2 separate regions of the Zea mays genome follow, and region 1 is linked to region 2. The links are chromatin contacts, called in public Hi-C maps. All regions are on one chromosome and are shown on one strand. The core of a region is the stretch at or near the end of the contact, and the rest is flanking DNA. Distances in the headings are between cores, read along the strand shown.

Region 1 (6,379 bases), core at 3,152-5,651, 380 kb before region 2:
TTGGAAGTCTACTTGCGCTGCTTGGTCAATGATCAGCCTACAAGTTGGCTATGCTGGCTACCATTGGTAGAATACTGCTACAGCACCTCTTTCCAAACCGCTCTTCATTCCACACCATTCAAGATGGTATATGATTGCAATCCACTAGCACTGCTCTCCTACAACTAAGGGTAGTTCAAGGTGGCCGTTGTTGACCGACCATGATGATTTTTTGCTCCAAATTTGTGACAGATTGTTGTGTGCTCAAAAGATCATGAAAGACAATTATGACACCCATCATTGTGTAACGGAGTTCTAGGCACACAAATGGGTCTAGTTGTGCCTTCATCACCAACTTGCAACATCACTGATTTATAAAGCTTAAGGAAAGTTGGTTCTCAAGTACTATGGGCCCTTCCAAGTGCTTGAGCACATTAGCCCTGTCGTCTACTTGCTCTGCCACCATGTGCTCGTATCAATAATGTCTTCCATATGGTGTTCCTCAAGAAATTTTAGGGACAACCGCCAACAGCGAGAGCACCTCTACCTCCCCATTAAACACGGGCAAGTATTGCCTCAGCTGAGAAAGATACTACATTCCCGCCTCAACCATGAGTCTGGGAGGTATTGGTCAGTTGGATGCATAGTTTTCAAGGCGTCACTTAGGAGGTAAGGCGCTTCGGCGAGATAAGGCGTCCTTGTCGTCTTGCTTTGGTACTTAAAACGAGAGCGAGAGAGAGAGAGAGATAGAGAGAGAGGTTGTAGCACGGCAGCTGGCAGTGGCACGACGGCACAGGAGAGGGAGAAGTGGGGAGAGAGGGAGAGAGCTGAGAGAGAGGGGGCGTTCGGAGGGAGGGAGTCAGCTGTAAGAGAGGGATGTGACTAGGGAGAGGGACAGTGCTAGAAGACAGGGAGTGGGTTTAATCTAATTTTAATTGGCAAACTGGAGTAATCTTTCTCTTTTCTTTATCTTTTTTTCTCTTCTTTATTAATATTTATGTCCTAAATACTTTATCAAATATCAATATTTTTCCTTTTATTAAATATAATTAATTTCTTTATTAATATTTATGTCCTAAATACTTTATTAAATATCAATATTTTTTCTTTTATTAAATATAATTAAGGCGTCGCCTCGCTTACGCTTTATCGTTTAAAAGGTAAAAAAGGATCAATCATCTTATCTCGTTTTACGACCTTAAAACTGTGGTTGGATGGGCCAATGCCTTAAACCTGTGGTTGGATGGGCCAATCTGTTGTTGACTCTACATGGAGCAACTCAATGAGTTCAAGGACGCTTTCCCTTCATTTTAGCTTGAGGATGGGTTGTTTCACAATGGGGGGAAGTGTTACTCTTTTATTGGGAGGACCTATTAACAATGGCCCAAGTCAGAAACGTAGCCCTTGCTGCACCAGGAGAACCTTCAAGTACCAGTAAAATAAAGATACAGACATACATCCTTAGAGACATATGAAATTAAATTGGAACTAGTACAAAAGTGTTTTCCTGGCGAAAGGAAAACCAGTAAACTTAAAGTAGCATCAGTTTTAACACCTGACACTTTTCGTCTATTCAGTTTCAACTAAAATAGTAGCAGTGCTTTCATCAACAATAAACTAAATTACAGTGGGAAGTCAGACATTGACAATAGTGACAAGCTTTTAGCAAGTTGCCTTTTCGTTGCACTCTGTTCAGTTTTATATCTATACTCAGTTCAAACATGATACCAACTAGTAGTCAATCTGATAAGTGTTCCACACTTCATCAGTAAGGGAAAATACTATTTTGTTGAATTATAGAAATTAGCAAACAAAGATAGTGCTGATAAATAGACAAAATCATGAAGCACGGTGAATTCCATATGATACAGCAAATTGGAGAACCACACTGAGTTAAGAAAAAAATTGATCAACTATACTATTATGCCCTTCATGTGCAACAATAAACATTTCAAAACAATGCCCTCTATCGTCCTTGCAACCTGGGAGGTAATGAAGGTTGAAGGAGCATGGCACTGGCACCCAAGTTTTTGAAAATACAGTAATAAAAAAATTGGACCCATCCCCACTACCCTAGGGCAGATTAAAGAAGAAACTGATGACATGGTTCTTGGCAGTGGCAAAAGGTTCAATACGAATTATACCAAACATTTAGCCGCTACCATCTTTATACCCGCATACCCCCATTTATGTTTCATGTCTGTACAATTGAACTCTAAATCTGAAATTTTGTTTTTGATATTAACATAACTGGCAACCTTCCAGCCTTTTCATTTCAAGGCAATCCAATCAAATTGGACTTGCTATTATCCTATCTAGCTCATGGTTACTTCTCTTCGTGTCATCAAAGGCTATTCCTTTCTCTGACATTTCTTTTTTCAGAGATGCTACCTTTGAATCATTTTCACATCTCACATAGGCATCAACCATGATGCCATATATGCTACTGCTCGGTTCAACATTCTTGTGCAACATTTGCTGATATAGGCATTCCATATCATGAACTCTCCCTGCACTAGCCAATGCACTAACAAGTGTATGGCACGTTCTCAGTGTAGGTCTGATGCCATACTTGTTCATTTCTTGGAGAAGCTCCAATGCTTTATCAGTATCGCCCTTGTTGCAGCATGCTGATATTATAGTATTGTAGCTGACAACGTCAGGTCTCAGCCCTTGATTTCTTAAGGTGTAAATCAACTCTTCCGCTTCATCTATTTGTGAACTTCTGCAAAGACCTTTTAGCAGCAAATTATAGGTAACTATACTTGCGGATACTCCACTATTTTTCATCTTCTCCACCAGAAGGAGAGCCTGCTCAGTGTCACCTGACTCTATATAAGCATCAATGATTGAGTTGTACACCTGTGCATTTGGTGCAACGTCTTTGTATATCATATCATCCAAGATAGCTACAGCTTCTGGGATTTTTCCGTTCTTGCAAAAAGCCTTGACAACCGAACCAAAGGAGATAACATCTGACTTTATCCCCTTCTGTTGCATATCAGACAGAACAGTGAAACACTTTTCGAGTTGCCCTGCTGTCCCATAAGCATCAATCAGTGTATTGAAAGTTTCCACACTCGGATCCACTCCGCTCTTCTCCATCTCCATCACCAAATCCTCTGCTTTGGTGACCATTTCCAACTTACACAAACCATTTATGAGTGCATTGTAGGTGATGTGATCTGGCCTAATATGGCGTGATTTCATTTGCTCAAAGATGCAGAAGGCTCCTCGAAGGTCACGAACCTGACAATAGCCATTTATTAGTGTGTTGTAGATCACTGTTGTTGGGACCAGTCCTGTGTGCACCAACATCTCGAACACCTGTTTTGCCTTTGCGACCTTCCCATCCTTGCATAGACCATTCAGCAAGATACTGCAAGTGTATGCTCCAAGCATGACACCCTTCTTCAAAGACTCCGCAAACAAAGAAAGCATGGTCTGTGACTCTCCTGTTCTTGTGAGACCATCAAACAATATGCTATATGTGAAACCATCTGGCAACATGCTATGTGATGCCATCTCATCCATCAAGGCTCTCGTCTCATCCATCCTGCCAGTGCGGCACAGCCCTGATAGCAGCACATTGTAAGTGACAACATTTGGCTTAGGGCCATCATGTAGCATTTGATCCCGCAGTCTGAAACCAGCCTCCAGGTCCCCACCCTTGACATGCCCATCAATCATCGTGTTGTAGGTGATCCGGTTAGGCGCGACTCCCATGTCCACCATTTCATCGAACACCTTGAGGGCGTCGCTGCCCTTCCCGGACCTCCAAAGCCCTGCGATGACCACGTTGTACGAGAACGCGTCGGGAGGTGGGGCGCCTTCGCTACGGCCCATCCGCCGCAGCATGGCGAGTGCCACATCGAGGTCGCCCGCGGCAACGCAGGCCTGGACAACCTTGTTCCACGCGAAGGTGTCCGGGCGCGCCCCGGCCGCCACGAGGAGGCCGAACGCGGCGCGCACATCAGCGTGGCGACCTACGAATAGGAGAGACTCGAGAAGGAGATTGCAGGACGATAGGGACGGCAGCGGCGAGCACACCTCGCCGGCGCAGGCGCCGTCGCCCGCGCTGGCGAGGAGGGAGAGCAGGCGGAGCGCGCCGTCAGGTTGGCAGAGACGCGCGGAGGCGACAACGAGGGCGGAGGCCGCGTCGCAGAGGAAGGAATGGGGGCGCGCCCGCGGGCCGTCCTTGGTGTCGGCTGTGGCGGCAAGAGCTTGGTAGAGGTCGGGGACGTTGGTAGCGGGGGGATGGGAGGAGAGGAGGGATTTGGCAAGGTCGACCGCGCGGTGGAAGCGGCCGGCGTCGAGGAGGGAGGCGAGTTCACTGAGGGAGGCAGTAGAGGTGGAGGAGAGGTGACGGCGGCATGGGAGAAGGCGAGACATTTGCGAGCTACCTCTAATACTGTACTGCTGTGCCCATAGTTGGTCTTGCGGGAAAATTGGACCACCAACCTCTAAGACCAACTCCAGCAGACTCCCTCTCCGTATCCCTAAAACGCGCGGCCAACAGATTCTCTCTCCTCTCCGTATCCGTCTCCGTTTCCAGCAACACTCCGCATCCCACTCCGCATGCAGTCTATGACACCCGGGGCCCGCCAGCAGGCGCGCGCGCACGCAGAGAGCTGCGGAGAGGAGAGAGAAAGCGTGGAAATGGGGAGTCAGGGTACAGGTCGTGCGTTTTACGGAGCCGGATGCGGAGCCTGCTGGACTGATGAATAGTGTGCTAGACTCCGCAAAATAGGGATACGGAGCCGCATGCGGAGTACTGCTGGAGTTGGTCTAATACTGTACTGCTGTAGTGCTGTACCCATAAGTGAGCTTATTACGAAAATTGGACCACCAACCTCGCGTTTTCCACATTTGTTCCCATCGCTGCAGTTTTTCAAACCTAACGAGACACTCACTCCTAGTACTGACTCCGTTCACAAATATACGACACCATTAATTTTTATAGAAAACTTTAATCACTCGTCTTATTCAAAATAGTTATTCAAAAATGTAAAATTTTAAATCAAGCACAAACTATGACAACTCATTTTTTTTGAATAAGACAGAGTGTAAAAAAAAATTAAAAAAAGTCAACGGTGTCAAATATTTATAAACGGAGGGAGTACTACGTATCTCTTTTCTGCGAGTCCATTGTCGGTGTCGCCACGAGTTTACTAAAGTGCCCCTTCATGGCTCTTCTCTCGTTGTGTCCTTCTAGTCCCCTTTCTACACCTAGCTCTGTTCTCCTGAATCCCTAACCCTAACTATGGAGTTGCGCCTCCCCGCTTCATCGGCCGGGAACTCGATGCGAGAAAAGCGTCATCGGTATACGATATAGCTTGACCTTGACGGCATTGGTGCTGTCACACCCGGATTTTAGGGGCAAACTCAGATGCATCTCATATGTGTGCTAAAGAAGAACAGCACATATAATGACTAAGTGTATAGAGATGAATGTCACAAACTTTATTACATAGCGGAAGTGTCTTACAAAAAAAATGATAACAAATAAAGCGAACTAATATTATTTCCTTGGCTCCCTTAAGCTGACTATGAGACGCCACCTAGACCTCGTCAAACTCCTTATAGTAGTCCTCCTTTTGGGCCACTTGCTCTTCACCTGTGGGGGTAAGGGTTATATATCGTAAGAGTGAGCTCACAAAAGTTCATCGCTCAACAAGTGTGGGGAATAATGTGCATGAGCTCACCGTGGGGGGCTCATATGAAGTATAAGGCTGATAAACAAATAATGGTTAAAGTTGAGCATTGCTTTAAATAAGTTGGTCAAATTTTATTAGCAATTACTAAGTGTAAGTATATACCATCTCAAAGTAATAAGAGATCAAAACTGATAATAAAACCACAATGCGATGCATATGACAAATTAAGTTTACTTCCATAAGTTAATCATGTGACTGTCCGAGTCGCTTATGACCGTGAGCACGGCTGATATAACAGTTTTACACTCTGCAGAGGTTGCACATCTTTACCCACAAGCCATGCTATCCATTTGCCAAGGGGTTTAGAAGTCCCATTCATCTCTATCGAGTAGACAAGGCAGGGTAGCACTACGAGGCCTTTCCAAAGTTCCACTAGTTCGAGAAAACCCGCTACGGATTCAGGAAGAAGGAAGCATAGGAATCCCTCGTCCAGAAAGCTAAACAAACAGTCCGACCTGAGAACCTCCCTATACTCTACAGCGACGCCTCCCCGCTTGCCCCATTCAGGTAAGGTAGTCTCTCCCTAGATTTCCTAATTACTTGGCCAAGGGTGTCCCATTCCACCCTTGTGGTAGCACTGTTTTCCCGGGTGGTTCTCCATGTTCCAGTTAACACAATAATCTTATCATGAATAATAAATAATCAACGGTAATAATAAAGAATGATCCTGTGTCAAATTTATC
Region 2 (6,037 bases), core at 376-2,875:
GTTTTGCCTCTTTATAAAGAAAATAAACTGTGGTGTCATCTGCTATATGCAAACAATGTGATACTCTAGTTGCCCTAAAATCCCGCTCAAGTCTTTCTCTCAATTTGTGCTCAAAGAAATACTGTTGGATCAGAAAGATGATTTGGGTATCATGCTCCGTAATTTATAAGGTTCAAAAGATCTCTGTTAAGGATTATAACACTTGTACACTCTTGTAGTATGATGAAGCTAGGAGAAATCTGAAACCACCCTTGTTCCTTGACTAATCTTGGAAATCAAAAAGTTGTGTTCACCCTTTATCTTCATATCATACAAGCCGCTTATGCAGTCTATCTCACTAACTCTTTTACCCTCTGACTAGATGATGAACCCCAATGGAAATGAAGTAAATGGTGCCAACGACAATATTCCTACCTTAACAACTATGAACGAGAAAAATGAGTCACAGAGATATTTGATGAATGGAATGAAGAACAACAAAAGAAATAGAAAAATGTTTGGATACATGATTAGTCCACCTCAATCACAAGCAAAAGCCACGAAACACCTGGATATCCAAACCGAAGAATCAAGTCACGCTCAACCATATGAGATACAGACACCCAGTCAACCCTCACCCCCTGTTGGTCAAGCAAAGTTGACTCGCAAAGAACTCAAAGCAAGAGGTGCTTGCTACTACTGCAAAAATGAAGGACATCTTATTCGCGAATGCCCCAAGAAACGTCTAGACCGACTAGAGAAGAAAGCTCCCCAGCATGACCTAAGCAATAATTCAGAAGACCAACCAGGTTATAAGTACGATGATGAAGGTCACCTGATTAGTATATATTGTGGTATGAAGAAGTAATGAGTTCATTAAGTTTGGAAGAGTCCGTTGGAAACCAAGAACCTACGAATAACCATCTATCACCTTTGTTTTCTTGCTAGCCTTCTCTAATCTCGAGGACAAGATTCTTTTTAAGAGGGTAGATTCTGTAGCACCCTAAATCCATCAATTAAAGGCAACCTAGTTTATATTATTAATTTCTAGTAGAAAAGAAAAATATTGACGTTTTCAAATGATGGAATGGTGATATAATTAAATCAAGCAATTTCTTGAATAGATAAAATTTTACCAATTGATTGATGCATTCATGTGAATCATATTTTTTGTTTGATTTGATTTGCGTCCAATTTTTTGATTAATTTGGTGTGAAAAACATTTTACAAAATAATAATAATTTGTTAAAATAAAGCTTCCTGCAAAACAAGTATTTAGTTAATAATATTCTTGAATTTATTATGATTTTAGAAATATGTATATGCTTATACATTAATTGAGATTTATTTTTTGGTGTGAATCTTTCTATAAAAATATAATAAGTTAGTACAATCTTGTTGTGAAAATATGCATTTTAAATATGTTAATAATATTAAAGACTTTATTCTAATTTTTTGGAATATATTTATTTATTATATATATATTCTGCTATTTTAAAAAAAGAATTTCGAAATTAAAAAAAGAGAGAAAAAAACCCACGCCCAGCCATTCCCATTTTCTCAAGCCCGGCCGACCACTCCCAGCCTCTCCCTCTCTCTTTGTATCACTTGCGCATGGGTCCCAGTTGTCAAATCCTACATCTATCTCCTAACGTCTCTCTTGCTCTGTTCGTTGGGACGTTAGCGTGCCGCCGTTCGGCTCCTGCCCACGCAGAGCCGTTCGCCCGGGTTCTTGCTGCTTGCTCGTCTCCTCGTAGTGAAGCCACCTCACCGTCCTTTTTCCTGCCGTGGCTCGTCCCCTTCCTCCCACTACAACGTTTCTTCCTATGCTCGCCATTAATGGCGATGTTTGCGATAGTTTCTCTTTCTTGCGTCATTCACTCTTGTGCACGCCGGCTGAACGCTCGCTCGCACGCCACCGGCAGTTTCTTCCACTCATGCCACCGTTAATGGCGTTCTAAATTCTTCAGTTTCTCAGCTTCAATGGCCATCAAATATTTAGCCGTAATTTGCTCTCCCTCCCTGCATTTCTTACGCTCACTTTACAGCCGAACAAATAAATGGGCCCTTAATGGTCATGAGACTTGACTCAGAACAAACAAAATTTCAGTCACGTAAAATATTAGGAGACCCGTTTGTTCTCTTCTCTTTTCTGAAGGCTCCAACGTGCTCGTCGCCTCGCCTGGGAGGCTGGGACGGGAACAAACCCGCCACCTCGCCGTCTCCGGCTCCGAAGACCAAAAGCCAGTCGTTGCCTCCTTGGTTCCGCTTCCGCCCGCTCGACTCTTGCTTCTGCTTCCGTTATGTGTTGCCCTGCCGTGGCGATTTATGTTTGGAAATTGGAATGTAGTGGCCTAATTAGTGGGGTTTTGTTGTGGTTTTGTGCTCAGGTCGCAGGCGGGGGCCATCGACCGATAAGGGTTCCGGGATGGACTTGCAAGCGGCGAGGCTCGACGCCGCGCGCCAGCGGGTGTATACGGGGGCGCCGACCTCCTCCGCGCTGGGGCAGCCCCAGCCCCAGCATCTCGGCGCCGGCGACCGCCGCCGCTGCCTTCCTCCTCGCCCTCCGACTTCTAGAGGCAAGACGCGCAGCGGCGGCGTGGGGAAGGCGGACGAGGTGCGCGGTACTCGGGATCGGGACACGCGGCACGGCAGCGGCGTGATGACGTGCTACTCGGTGGCTGTTGTAACGGGCGACGGGGCGCCTGGGGTGGCGCGGAAGGACAAGGGAGTCGCCGAGTTGGGCGGCAAGAGGTGTCTCGACTTGGCAGAGGAGAAGGGAGTCAGCGACGCGGGGAGGAAGATGGGCCTGGGCTTGGCGGCGTACCCACTGGCGCCGCTGCCTAAGCGGAGGCTAGTGTCGGCGACGCGCCGTTTCTCGCTCGGCTACGGGAGAGAAGCTGCAGCTACGCCCGCGGACGACGATTCTAGGCTCGTGGTTGCAGTTGCTTCTGATGCACTGAAGAAGACGGCTCTTCCTCTTTCGGTCGGCAAGGCGGGTTCGAGTGTCATGGAGGTGGAGTCATCTGCTGCGGTTGTCTCCGCACCAATTGCTGACAGTGGCCATCACGGTCTGGAGGCTGAGCTGCAGAGATCATATGAGAGTTCATGCTGGAGCAGTGTGCCTAGTGCAACTGGTTTCCTTGACACTGGTTCACAGAGGAGTTCTGGATTTGAAAGGAACGTGTTGGTGCCAGGCACACAGCGTTTGCTACCCAAGCCAAGGATGATTTCTGCCATTCGCCGCTTCCCACCTGGTTGCGGGAGGGTCCGAGCGTCTCTGGTTGCTCGAGGAGTCAGTAAAGTGCGTTTGCCATTGCTGGGGAAGGTGGAAGTTATGCCTGCTAAACAACAAGTTGTGAAGGCTCACGCATCTAGAAAAAAGTGCGTCCGAACAGAAGGAGATGTTGCTGCCACAATTAGGAACTCCTTTGGTCCCAAGAAGAAGGGAAATATAAAACAGAAATCGATGCTGCCATCTAACGTGGAAGATGGCATTCTGAAGGCACTAGCTGCTCGTGAAGAAAAATATGCCATCCAGAATGTGGATGCTAGGAGCAAGGCCAAGATGCTGAGCAGGAGGTTCGAGTTTATGTGCAGGGCTATAATACAAGCTATGAAAGAACAGCCATTGAAGTTACATAGAATTGATCTTGCAGCTGCTGATCTAATCAAGAAAATGCCAGGATTTACGCAGCCTGGGCCTATTGTTGGGAATGTGCTTGGAATAGAAGTTGGTGACGAGTTTCTCTACAGAGTCGAGTTGAACATTGTTGGTCTCCACCGCCCATACCAGGGAGGCATAGACACCACAAGAGATAAATATAATGTGCTTATCGCAATCAGTATCGTTGCTTCTGGAGGTTATCCTGATCAGCTATCTCGGTTGGGTGAATTGGTATACACCGGTTCTGGAGGAAAGATTTCTGGTAACAAGGGTGAGGGGGATCAAAAGCTTGAGAGGGGTAATCTAGCCTTGAAGAACTGCATCCGAACAAAAAGTCCTGTCCGAGTAATTCACACCTTCAAATGTCTGGACAGAGAGGAAGGCAACCATTCGATGGCCAAAGAAACCACAATATTCACATATGACGGGCTATATAATGTTGTAGATTGCTGGAGAGAAGGCCAACCAGGCTCCAAGGTGTTTAAGTTTAAGTTACAGAGAATTCCTGGGCAAACCCAAGTTCTGTCAACCAATCGGATCTAGTTATTGTTTCTTTGTGCACTGAAGCAGAGCCTTGTGAGGATGTGGTTCAGGTGAAGAGAACTAGCACAACCATGCTCAGACAGTGAACCAGCTGCAGGACATAAGCCGTGACCAGCTTGAGCAGCACAAGGTGTAAAGGCTTCTTCGCTCTTCTTGGCGGTGATGGTTCTTGTTGTGTTACTTCTGGAGTCCTGGTGGTGGTATAATGGTATCTTGTGACCTGTGTTGCGAAAAAGAACTAGAGAAGCCATGGCGTTTGTTTCAACTTTTAATGAATTCTGTGCTATAGTGCTATGTCTACATTGTTAGACTGTCTCCAACAATACCCTATAAAGCATCCGGTGCGCTATATTTAGCGTTTCCAGTCGTTTGCTACGCATCCAACAAGGATCGGTAAAACATCCGCTAAAACATAGCGTCTGTCTGGCGATCGCTAAATGTGGCGTTTCTCTCTCCATCCTCTATCCATGTGTGCGCTCGATATTTTCGTACAAGTCGCCAGCAATGCTACGGCAGTTACTCATCCACCACCGTGCTATGGCTGTCGGGGGCGGAGCTTCCATGCCACGGTGGTGCAGCTCGAGGACCAACAAGCGGGGATGGAGGCCCTCGACGCCATGGCCGTGGGGGCAGAGCTTCGACGCTGCGGCAGCGCAGGTAGTAGCCTCGGATGCGACCTCCGCATCAGCGTGCTCGAGCCAACAGGGGAGGCCGCTATTGTTGCCGGGAAGGCCTACTATGACGGCCAGGTGGAGTAGCTTGCGAATGCAATGATGTGGGCAAATGCAGCAATAGACATCGCGTGTGCGAGCAGCTAGGCCGCCAATAGTGATCTGTGCCAAATGCTGGACGACGCATCATACATGTTTGATGAAATGGTCAGCCGACGTCTAGTACCAGCTTTTGTTCCTGTTTTGTTTGTCCGTTTATTTATTAATTGTGAATTCACTTCTGGTACTTTATGCTGACAGATTGAAGTCAAGACTTTATTTAATTAGTATTTGTTGTTTTATAAAATAATATATTCGGTTAATTAAGTTGATATATTGAAACAGATGAGAGGTAGAGGATGTATTTTAGAGGACGTTGTTGGTGACGAGAAAGATTTAGGGGACGAAATCTTTTAGAGTATACTGTACAGGACAGGGAATATTCTTTTAGAGAATAAAGTTTAGTGGACGTTGTTGGAGACAGCCTAAGACCATCGGTAATACAGTTATTGCACGTAAGTGATTAACTTTTATATATCCTAAAAAGTCAGTAAAAACACGGTATAATACTCCATCCGTCTGTTTGACTTTTTTACCTTAAATTTGACCAGCTCGGCTTATTTAAAAAAATATAATTATTATTAATTTTTATTGTAATTTTGTTTAGCATATAATATTCTTTTAAGCGTGGCTTTGAATTTTTCAAGTTTTCGCAAAAAAATTGAATAAACGAGTTGTTCAAACTTGGTAAAAAAGATTAAATGAATTATAAATAGGATGGAGGAGTACATATCAACATACCATCCACACAAAAATGACATTATATACAGCATAAAAAGAGACTCCAAATAGTGAGATAAATACACTATGAGGTAAAGCAATACAGGTCGTAGGAGCCAACAAATAAGGTGAGGCTCCAAATCCTTCATCTATCTCTCTCCTTTAGTGGTGGATTTGGTGGCTCGGAGCCCTCTCTCTCTCTCTCAATATTTTGACCCCTAGCTCTCCCCACCCACTCTGTTTTTTCTCACAAGAACAAAAAGGAGTGTTGCTCATGAGTAGTTACGACAATGGGTAAATACCCATTGAGTATAACTATCCCATATTTCTTAAAATCTGATAATCAGAGGCGCACTAT

The links. A called contact is a pair of places that touch in the nucleus more often than the background predicts.
Region 1: a contact with region 2 is called in a Hi-C map of ear, with 2.0 times the contacts expected there. The contact joins the promoter of LOC103653419 here to the enhancer-like site in region 2. A contact is called at or near these places in 2 of 25 Hi-C or Micro-C datasets (ear and tassel).

The regions. Positions count from the first base shown.
Region 1 is chr4:77,991,949-77,998,327 of Zm-B73-REFERENCE-NAM-5.0, reverse strand. LOC103653419 (pentatricopeptide repeat-containing protein At5g12100, mitochondrial) reads right to left here and starts at 4,401. Exons shown (of 1, transcript XM_008680330.3): 1 at 1,873-4,401. The coding sequence starts at 4,371. The coding sequence ends at 2,269.
Region 2 is chr4:77,607,704-77,613,740 of Zm-B73-REFERENCE-NAM-5.0, reverse strand. No RefSeq gene overlaps it. Among protein-coding and RNA genes, the nearest start is that of LOC100280946, 45 kb to the right of the region's middle. Within about 2 kb of position 1,625, at least 11 of the 20 cell types and tissues checked have an H3K27ac peak or open chromatin away from gene starts, as enhancers often do. A contact at or near this core is called in ear and tassel, where this site is marked.